Linked DNA regions of Zea mays: region 2 is linked to region 1. The links are chromatin contacts, called in public Hi-C maps. All regions are on one chromosome and are shown on one strand. Each heading gives the region's core, a stretch centred on a gene start, on an enhancer-like site or on the middle of the called end of the contact. The rest is flanking DNA. Distances are from core to core; before and after follow the strand shown. Region 1 holds the start of LOC100284102. Region 2 holds the start of LOC103638763.

The links. Hi-C and Micro-C count contacts between places; a contact is called where the count stands out from the background.
Region 2: a Hi-C map of bundle sheath shows a contact between it and region 1, with 4 times the contacts expected there. The contact joins the promoter of LOC103638763 here to the promoter of LOC100284102 in region 1. A contact is called at or near these places in 7 of 25 Hi-C or Micro-C datasets (bundle sheath, ear, endosperm and 3 more).

Annotation. Positions count from the first base shown.
Region 1 is chr9:103,048,990-103,053,695 of Zm-B73-REFERENCE-NAM-5.0, forward strand. It overlaps LOC100284102, which reads left to right and starts at 2,336. Exons shown (of 1, transcript NM_001157000.2): 1 at 2,336-3,591. The coding sequence starts at 2,464. The coding sequence ends at 3,360.
Region 2 is chr9:103,290,946-103,295,847 of Zm-B73-REFERENCE-NAM-5.0, forward strand. LOC103638763 reads right to left here and starts at 2,776. Exons shown (of 1, transcript XM_008661582.4): 1 at 1,944-2,776. The coding sequence starts at 2,528. The coding sequence ends at 2,181. It overlaps LOC100274724, which reads left to right. Exons shown (of 1, transcript NM_001151649.3): 1 at 1-674. The coding sequence starts at 77. The coding sequence ends at 436.

The DNA.
Region 1 (4,706 bases), core at 1,086-3,585:
ACACTGTCCGGTGGTACACCGGACAGTCCGGTGAATTATAGTGAATCGCCTCTGAGAGTTCCCGAAGGTGCGAAGTTTAGCTTGGAGTCCCCTGGTGCACCGGACACTGTCCGGTGGCACACCGGACAGTCCGGTGCGCCAGACCAGGGCACACTTTGGTTATCCCTTGCTCTTTTTGTTGAACCCTTTTCTTTGTCTTTTTATTGGCTTGTTGTGAACATTTGGCACCTGTAGAACTTATAGACTAGAGCAAACTAGTTAGTCCAATTATTTGTGTTGGGCATTTCAACCACCAAAATTAATTAGGAAAATAGGTGTAAGCCTAATACCCTTTCACCGGTCCCCTCACAAAAAATGCGACAAAGCCTCCAAGCGAGTACCAACACTCCCTTCGAGGCTCGGGGGCTACTATTGGGTACCTTAATTAGGGGTACCCCCAACACTCCTAAACACGGCTGGTAACCACCATCAGCGCAAGCGGCAGAGACTGATGGGCACGATTCAGGTCAAGGCTTCGTCTACTCAAGGGACGCGATCTCGCCTCGCCCGAGCCCAGCCTCGGGCGGGAACAGTAGTCGCAGATGACTTCTCGCCTCGCCCGAGGGCCTCCTCAAGCAACGGGCACACCCTCGACTCGCCCGAAGCCCAGCTCGGGCAGGCTTCGCAGTGAAGCAACCTTGGCCAGATCGCCTCACCAACCGACCGTATCACAGGCACATTCAATGCGAGGATCGCCTGACACCTTATCCTGACACACGTGCCTCAGTCGGCAAGGTCGAAGTGACCGCAATCACTTCGTCCTTCCACTGACCGACCTGACAGGAAAACAGCGTCGCTCGCCCCTCTCCGACTGCTGTGCCACCCGCCAGGGTGAGGCTAACAACAGCTAAGCTCAGCCTCAGGCGCAACAAGAAACTCCGCCTCGCCCGACCTTGGGCCTCGACCTCAGGAGGAGGTCTCCACCTCGCCCGACCCCAGGGCTCGGCCCCCGCCTCGGCCTCGAAAGATGGTCTTCGCCTCGCCCGACCACAGGGCTCGCCCTCAACCTCGGCCTCGGAAGGAGGACTCCGCCTCGCCCGACCCCAGGGCTCGGCCTCAACCTCGACCTCGGAAGGTGGTCTCCGCCTCGCCCGACCCAGGGCTCGGCCTCTACCTCGACCTCGGGAAGAATCACGTCCTCGCTCGACCCCGGCCTCGGCCTCAGGAGGAGTCTCCGCCTCGCCCGATCTTGGGCTCGGACCAACCGCACCATGGGGGATACATCATTACCCTACCCCTAGCTAGCTCAGGCTACGGGGAACAAGACCGGCGTCCCATCTGGCTCGCCCCGGTAATCGAGTAATGATGGCTCCCCGCGTGCGTCCGTGACGACGACGGTTCTCAACCCCCTACGGAAGCAAAGAGACGTCAGCAAGGTCCCAGCAGCCCCGACAGCTGTGCTTCTACAAGACTCGAGCGCTCCTCCGACGACCACGTTACCGCGTACAAAGGGCTTTAGCGCCCCTCCGACAGCCACGTTGGCATGTACACAGGGCTCATGCACCTCTTTGCCGGGCACGTTAGCGCATAGCTACACCCCCATTGTACACCTGGACCCTCTCCTTGCATCTATAAAAGGAAGGTCCAGGGCCTCCATGCGGGAGGGTCGCGCGGGAGAACGAGCCGACGAGCAGGCTCACCCTCTCTCTCGCGAACGCTTGTAACCCCTACTGCAAGCGCATCCCCCTGGCGCAGGATAACACGAGCCGCGTTTCTCCCCTTGTGTTTCATCTCGTGCCAACCTATCTGGGCTAGGACACGCAGCGACAATTTTACTCGTCGGTCCAGAGACCCCCGGGGTCGAAACGCCGACAGCCTGATATGCGAATTCGCTACCCAACCAAAGCGCAAAGCATCTATGTACACTGTGTAGTTTCAAAAGATTCCTCCGGTCTTGGCTGACCTCTCGAGCATCTATCTGTATTAACTTGAATCCATCCAGAAGGTGGAGGTTACTATAGAATAGAGTGGATCACCAGAGCTTTGTGTGGTTTCCCTTTAAGCCCCAACACCCGAAGTCTAAGCAGATCAGTCTGCGAAAGTGTGCTTGAGCCCAGTTGAGCTTTCTAAGTTCTCACGTGTGGATTGGAAGCGCGAATGCTAGCCCGTTGCATTGGTCGAATCGGGTTGGGTCAGATTTTTTCGGATGGATTGAGTCGGGTTGGTCGGGTGGCCCATGATGGGAGCATGTGACGGACGATTTGACTTGTTCATGTGAATGCAAACGGTACTGGAAGGCGTATTTAAAGTTTACGTAAACGCTTTAGGAAGGCGTCTTCTGGTGCGAGGAATGGCCAAATCCAACACCAACACACGAGACGGGGACGCCACGCCCGCGCCTCACACGGCAACGGACGGGACGCACCACCAGTCCACCGCCACCCCATCCAATCCCATCCCCACAACCGGGTGCCGCCGCCTTCTATGGCGGACTTCGGCGACGAGCTCTTTCTCGACGTCGGGGACGATGGTTTCGGAGACCTCTCCTACGTCTCCTTCTCCGAGTCCATCGAGTTGGATCTCGCCTGCCCACGCGACGTCTTTTCCGCGGGGTTTGATCCCGAAACCCTAACCCACATCCCGGGGTCCCCAATCTCCTTCGACTCCGACCCCGACCTCCGCCACCTCTCTCCCTCGCTGACCTGCTCCCCGCCCTTCTGGGGCTGCCTCGATGACGCCGCTAGCTTCGAGTGGGAGGAGATCGCGGACGCTGCCCTCGGCGTCGGCGGTGGCGCTGGCGGCGCCGGAGGGGGAGGACAAGGACTAGAAGGAGACGCCGATGCCGACGCCGACGTGTTCGGGTTCCTCGACGAGCGGGAGATGCTGGGCGTGATGGAGGGCATCGACAGCGGTGACGACGACTCGATCTTCTCCGATGAGCCTCCGTTTGACTTCGGCGATGGCGACACGGAGCTTGAAGGCATCTTCCGGAGCGGTGTCGGGTGGGAGCTGCTCCCGGTGCCTCTGGACGAGGACGAGTTCGAGGTGCTGCCGGGGCACGTCGTGGAAGTGGGCGGCGCCCCGCCGGCGGCGCTTGCAGTGGTGGAGCGGCTCCAGGTGGTGGCCGTCAGAGGCGAGGAGGTTGTGCAGGAGTGCGCTGTTTGCAAGGAAGGGATGGAACAGGGGGAGCTCACCACTGGGCTGCCGTGTGGGCATTTCTACCACGGGGCGTGCATTGGTCCATGGCTTGCCATCCGGAACACGTGCCCGGTGTGCCGGTATGAGCTGCCTACTGATGACCCTGAGTATGAGAAGCGGAGGACGAGGCGCCATTCTGCTGGTGGTTCAACACCACAGTTGGGTGCACCGATGCAGGTTTGAGCTAGGGCTGATTGGTGCTATGTCTTGGATGCAATTCCATCATTCCACGGAAGTTAGAAACCTCACTCATTGAATTGGCGCTAGGATGTTTACATGCCAGTAGAATTATACTTCTATGATCTTGATTTTTTCAGGATTTAGCTTTTGTGCTCGAGAGTTGAATGGTAAGAACAATTATCTTAACAATTTGTACATACATCTTGTTTCAATCAAATTCTTCCTTGCTTTTCAGAGGGTATAGTTACTACCATATTTGTACTGCTGGGCTAATACTTTGTTTGGCATTCAACGTAATTACAGAATCAACATTGTAAATGCTTGTTTTCTGTGCTTGGGAACTCAATTTAGTCATCCCAGTCCATTGGCGTGAACCAGTTTTGATGTGCTTTGAAAAGTAACTTATCAAGTGAAGTATGCCAAGACTGTTTAGCAGTTGATTATTGTTTACAAATTTTAAGTAGTTCATGCAAATGGTGCACTTGATTTTGATCATGATTGTCTTTTGTATGTTATGTAACTAGCATGTCGCACAATGTTCACAATGGATATCTCGAAATACTGGACAAAAACAATCTTGTTAGAATATGAGATTGTTCTTCTCTAATATGCTATTTAGGGTTGACAATAAGGCATAACATAGATGCTATCTTAAAATTTACTCAGTGCTTATATCACTCAGCATCAACAATTTACTCAGTGCTACTCATCACTCAGCATCAGCAGTCTGCTTGCGGCGCCTTCTTATCATTATTTTGGTGACCTTCATGTGAAGTTGGCCTCATGGTTATTAAAGCGTCGTTTAAACGACGATTAAGCGTCGTTTAAGCGCTAAAACGTGATTAGGAGTTAAAGCGTCCGTACGTTTAAAAAAAAAACTGTATAGAACATCCGTTTTGGACGTTTAAGCGACGTTTAAACGTCGGAACGCGCGTTTGTATGTTTTATCCGTTCTGCGGACGTTCTATGCGTCTATGAGTTGTTGGGCCTTAATGGGCCTTTAACCAGCAAGCTTGCTCCAGCCGCCAAACTACCAGCCGCGGAGCCGCCAGAGCCAGACGCTGCCGCCGTCGGCCGTCCTCCGCCCTCCAGGTACGCCGCCGCCCCCCTCCTCCCTCCTCCGGTCCTCCCTCCACCTACAGCCGCCGCCAGTGTGCAGTCCAGGCGCAACCGCCCAGTGCGCAGTGCGCCTGCTCCAGCGAGCCGCCAGTGCGCAACCGCCCAGGTCTGCAGGTCCAACCGTTGTTCGTATTCTGCTGCTGTTCGTATCCAAAACACGGTGCACTGCGCAGCCAGCCAGTGCGCCAGCCACCATGCATATGCAATATTGACGAATGCTGCTGAAGCTG
Region 2 (4,902 bases), core at 1,526-4,025, 240 kb after region 1:
TAGAGGTTCCTTCGCTGTGCTGCTAGTGCTAGACGACGACATATAGAAGAAATATATATAGAGAAAGAGAGAAAAGATGAGGCCGGAGAGAGTTGGATCAGGTGGTGTTTGGGTGAAGCTCATGGGCGGCGCCGGCGGGCCCCCGCCGAGCCCATGGAGGACGCCGACACCCTACATCTTCCTGGCGCTCTCCTTCATGATGGGCGTCGTCGCGGTGGCGCTCGCCGTGCTCATCTGCATGCGCAAGAAGCTGCCGTCGTCCTCGCCGCAGGGGGCCGACGAGAAGGCGGCGGCCGAGGCGGCGGCGGCGGCGCGGGCCCTCGACCCGCTGCACCGCGAGCCCAAGGTCGTTGTGTTCATGCCAGGCGACCACGACGCACCGTCCTTCGTCGCCAGCGCCAAGCCGCTCGGCGGCGACGGCGCGGCGGCAGTGTAGCCTGGAGGGATCGGAAACGGCGACTGACGACATCGAGGGGCTACCCCGGCGGTGACGGCGCGGCGCGGTGGTAGTGTGTGTGTCTGTGCGCGCGCGCGTCGCGGACGCCGAGCCGGAGACACGCGGTCAATTTTATGAATAGGTTTTTTTTGTCCCCTTCCCACATGAGAATCTGAGACTATGAGGGGCGGCGCGCCTTTTGAAATCAGCGAAAACGAATGTTTGGTTTGGTTTGGTTTGGTTTGGTTTGTTTCGGCAAATGCTCCCAGCTTCCGGAAACGCGTGGGACCTTTATTTTTGGTTTGGCTGCGCGTTCGATCAGTTCGTACACTTCAGATTGGATCCAATCGATATTTGCCTTACAATTCTGCACGACGCGATCTTTTGTGCGGCAACCTTACCTGCCGTTGCACAGCACAACCAGTACGGTATGCTGATATGGTAGCTCAGGTGTGTGTTTGTGGCGGCGCCGCGGCCCCGCTCGAGCCATCCATGCCGATGGATGCTTGTTGCATTGCTCACCCGGTGAGGGGCCTAGATCTCAGTGGGCCCTGCTTGCTGGTAGCTCGGACGGATACGCCAAAGACGAGTGGACCTGAGCCCACTCTTCTTTCGTGAACCTTTTTTTTACACCTTTGGCAATTGGCATGCTAATCCTTTCTATGTCTTGGCATGTTTTTTTTTCTCATGGAGAGGGAGGAGAGATGGACCATGGACCTCACATGTGAGCGATACAGATCGGTGTATATCACACGAATAGAAAGAAGTACAAGTCGGACCTGTTTGAACGGGCTGTGAGACACGAGTAGAAATTTGCGACCTATGCATGTGATTTTCGATTTTAGAGAATAGGACTAGTACATAACAAAATAAGTTTGAGTACCTAATTAAATAGGGAACAAGGTCGAGTACCTAACTAGGGGATTTACATGTTTCGAGAGTACTTAACGACATATAATCGAACAAGTTTGATTATAGAAGAAAAAAAAAACCGATATGTAAATCGACCGGCCAGCATTGATATACTACAATGGCAGGTCGTACTCGGCTCGATCGATTATTAATATTATTCAGCTTCGTGTACTACACATGTATACCGGCGACGCATGCACCGCCACGCGGATCAGATGTTGCATTGATGAGCCTGACGGTGGCTCGCCGTCGACAGATCTGGGTGCCACGAAAAGCCTGCGCCCTCGAGAATACGCCGGCGGCGATTCCGGCCTCTCGGTTCGACGTGCAGGTGCAGCTCAGCTGTCGTCAGGCCGCCGGGCCTGGGCGCCCTTTTTACATTTGGAGCACATCTTTGCACCAATCTAGCTAGCTACTGCAAATTCGTTTCCCTTGCGGTAATAACCTGCCACTACCACTACTGAAACACCTGCCGCCGGCGAGGCTCCTCGTCGCTGTGACGGCGTGTGTGCCGACGAACAAAGCATGGTCGTCGTCGATGATGCAGCACAAGAGATAGCAGTCGTGCAGAGTTCTAACTTCTAAGCCAAATCGATTGGATCCAACCTGAACGCGCACACGCAGCCAAACCAAAAGGCCGCACGCGTTTATTGAAGATGCATGGGATCTTTTGAGCCAAACCAAACTCCGTCTCAAAAATACACACTCATACTATTACTATCTAATATCTATCCACAAAATTGTCCCCGCGTCGCCGGCTCGGCTCGGCTCGGTTCGAGTTCGACGCGCGCGGGGCTGGCCTCTTTTGTCCTCCTCTCTCCCCCTCTGGCGGCTACGCTGCCGCCGTGCCATCATCACCGCCGCCGCCGAGCGGCTTGACGCTGGCGAGGAAGGACGGCTGCGCGCGGTCGCCGGGCATGAAGACGACGACCTTGGGCTCGCGGTCCAGCGGCGCGAGCGCCGCCCTCTCGTCGGCCGCCCCATCATCCCGCCGCCGCGAGGACGACGCCTTCTTGCGCGTGCAGATGAGCACGAGCAGAGCCGTCGCGATGACGCACATCATGAAGGCCAGGCCTAGGAAGACGTATGGGGTCGGCGTCTTCCATAGGCTCGGCGGGGCCCCGCCTGCGCCGCCCGTTAGCTTCGCCGAAACACCTCCACCATCTCTCCCCGGCCTCATCTTCTTCTTCTTCTCTCTCTCTCTCGCTCTCGCTCTTGCTTTTATGTGTACTAGCAGCGCAACGAAGAGACCTCTAGCTATTGCCTATTGGGCTATTGGCTTGTTTCTGGGATCTTCGGTGGAATGGAAATGATAATGGCGAATGAAGGAGAGAGCGGGAGGTATATATAGTGGCGGGGGGAGGTCAGCGGAGAAAGGAAACCACTTCCTGCTTGCTGTGCCGAGTTGGCTGCTGCATGCCCCAGCCCCCAGGTCAGGCGAGATGATCAGGTGCTGCGGGGTGTGTCATCATGGCCTCATAGTCGTAGTCATAGCTACCGCAGGCGCACGCTGCAGAAAGGAGTGAGAGGAGAATTGACTGGAGGGCGGGTGCAGATTAGCAGGGGGCGGCGCGGCGGGCGCCACCGGGTTTGCCGGTTTGGACGGAAGGTGAAACCGCTACGGGGCTAGCACCTGATCATCGGTGGTAGTTTAGATACTCTGTCCATTCACAATTACTAGAAAAGAAAACGCCCTATCAGGCAGGCGCGGGACATTTCACGCAAGTAGTGGAACAAGCTATTCCGTATGTTATAGACAGGGTGTGCCCAGTATTTGAAGGATGGGTATTCGAAATTCTAGTAGACATACTTTTTTAGGAGCCTAAAATTGTTATTCATGCTAGGAACATATATGTGTATGGGTGTGGATTAAATTTTGTCTCGTAGTTATAGATTTGCAAACCATATACTCGTGTCCCAACTCCCAATCCCTAGTCGCACGGTAGGAAAATGAAAAAGACCAGCAAAAAGCGAAGTTTGAGTCAAATAGCTTTAAAATGGTGTTATTTTATATTTTTACAATATTTCACTTCATAGATATAATATGTATACACATAAATTCTATTGCCAAAAAATAATGGGTATTCAATTAAATACCCTTGCTTCTACATGGGCTCGCCCCCGGTTATAGCGTATAGGACAACCATTTTGATGCGGCCACAAAATTAAAAGGTCGAGTACCTTAAGATTAGTACTAACAATAATCATATGTCAGAACAAATGATTGTTGTAACACAAATCACATTAAGTTGAGATAATGGGCTACAAAGTATTTTGAGGTACTAAACTGACCCAAGAGAAGAAATGATCTATTTCGTCAGAGGAAAGGCATCGCCTGAATATAGTAGGGAGAGGCATTAGGAAAATTTTCATTACACCATTAAGGCAGAGTTCTCTAATATGAGCTTCTCTGAGCGCTCTGTTTAGACTGCCGATTTCAGATCGAAGGGACGTGTTCTCTGCTGCAAGGGACTTCACTTGTGTACCCTACAACAAGGGGAGCAGAAGTATAAGACTGAAAATATGTTGTAAGAGGACAATATTCCAAGCCAGATTCCGTTGCCATGTTTCAGTATACTGCTTTTCATTGTGCAACTGTCAAACACACACCCGTTTTCTCAGCCTTAATCGTCTTGCAATCGATGAACCACAAAACATCTATTGCCTAAACATGGCAGGTTCTAAATAGAAATATCAAGATTTTAAGGGCGGAATTCTGCCAAAATTTTAAAAAATACCTACCGAAATTCAACCCTTCAGAATATCTTTTTTTTAACTGTCAGTTTGCAACCACTCCTATGCAATAACGGACGGGGCATACATACCTTGGCTGATAAGTCAGATGGTACTGCATTATGAGCTGGAAGCGTCACACCAGGTGGTGGAGGTATCGCTATGCATATCGCCCTCGAGTTAAAGACATTTGTAGCACTGGACTTAATTACTGGAGCTGGAAAGCAGTGATGTGGAAAAATGGTAGCATTTCCTAGGGTAAGGGTAGGAGCTAAAACCCATTTTGTGTTTTCCACATGTGGTGGTTTCTTCGCCTACGAATATATTTTGGTTAGCCATTTTCTTGCATGTTTTGGTGCACAGATATATGGAAACAATGCCAGATTGGCAACCATCTTCTTTTCAGTTGGAAATGATGAAACCCTTAACCCTAATCAAGGGTTAGGTGAGTTAGTGAGTATTATATAGAACAGTTAGGTGGACCAAGCTGATTCCAATTAGCTTTTGTGTAATGGAAGGAAAAGAAACCAAATGGAGAGTGAGTGGCAACAATCATCGACATAAAAATATATTGCTCTACTGATCAACATTAACATCTAATGTAGAAGCTAACTAAATGATCATTACAATGGAACCATAACTGAATGATTCCAAAAGCAAAAGGAAACATATACCAAATTATTCAATGCAAGAAAAATGGACCCCGGGCCATTTGGCTAAGTGATTTTGGTGTTTGATGATCAACATAACATGTGGACTAATGTGTTTGCTAGTGTTTATGTTTGTAGTTCACAGGATGCTAAAGTAAATTGGACTAAGGC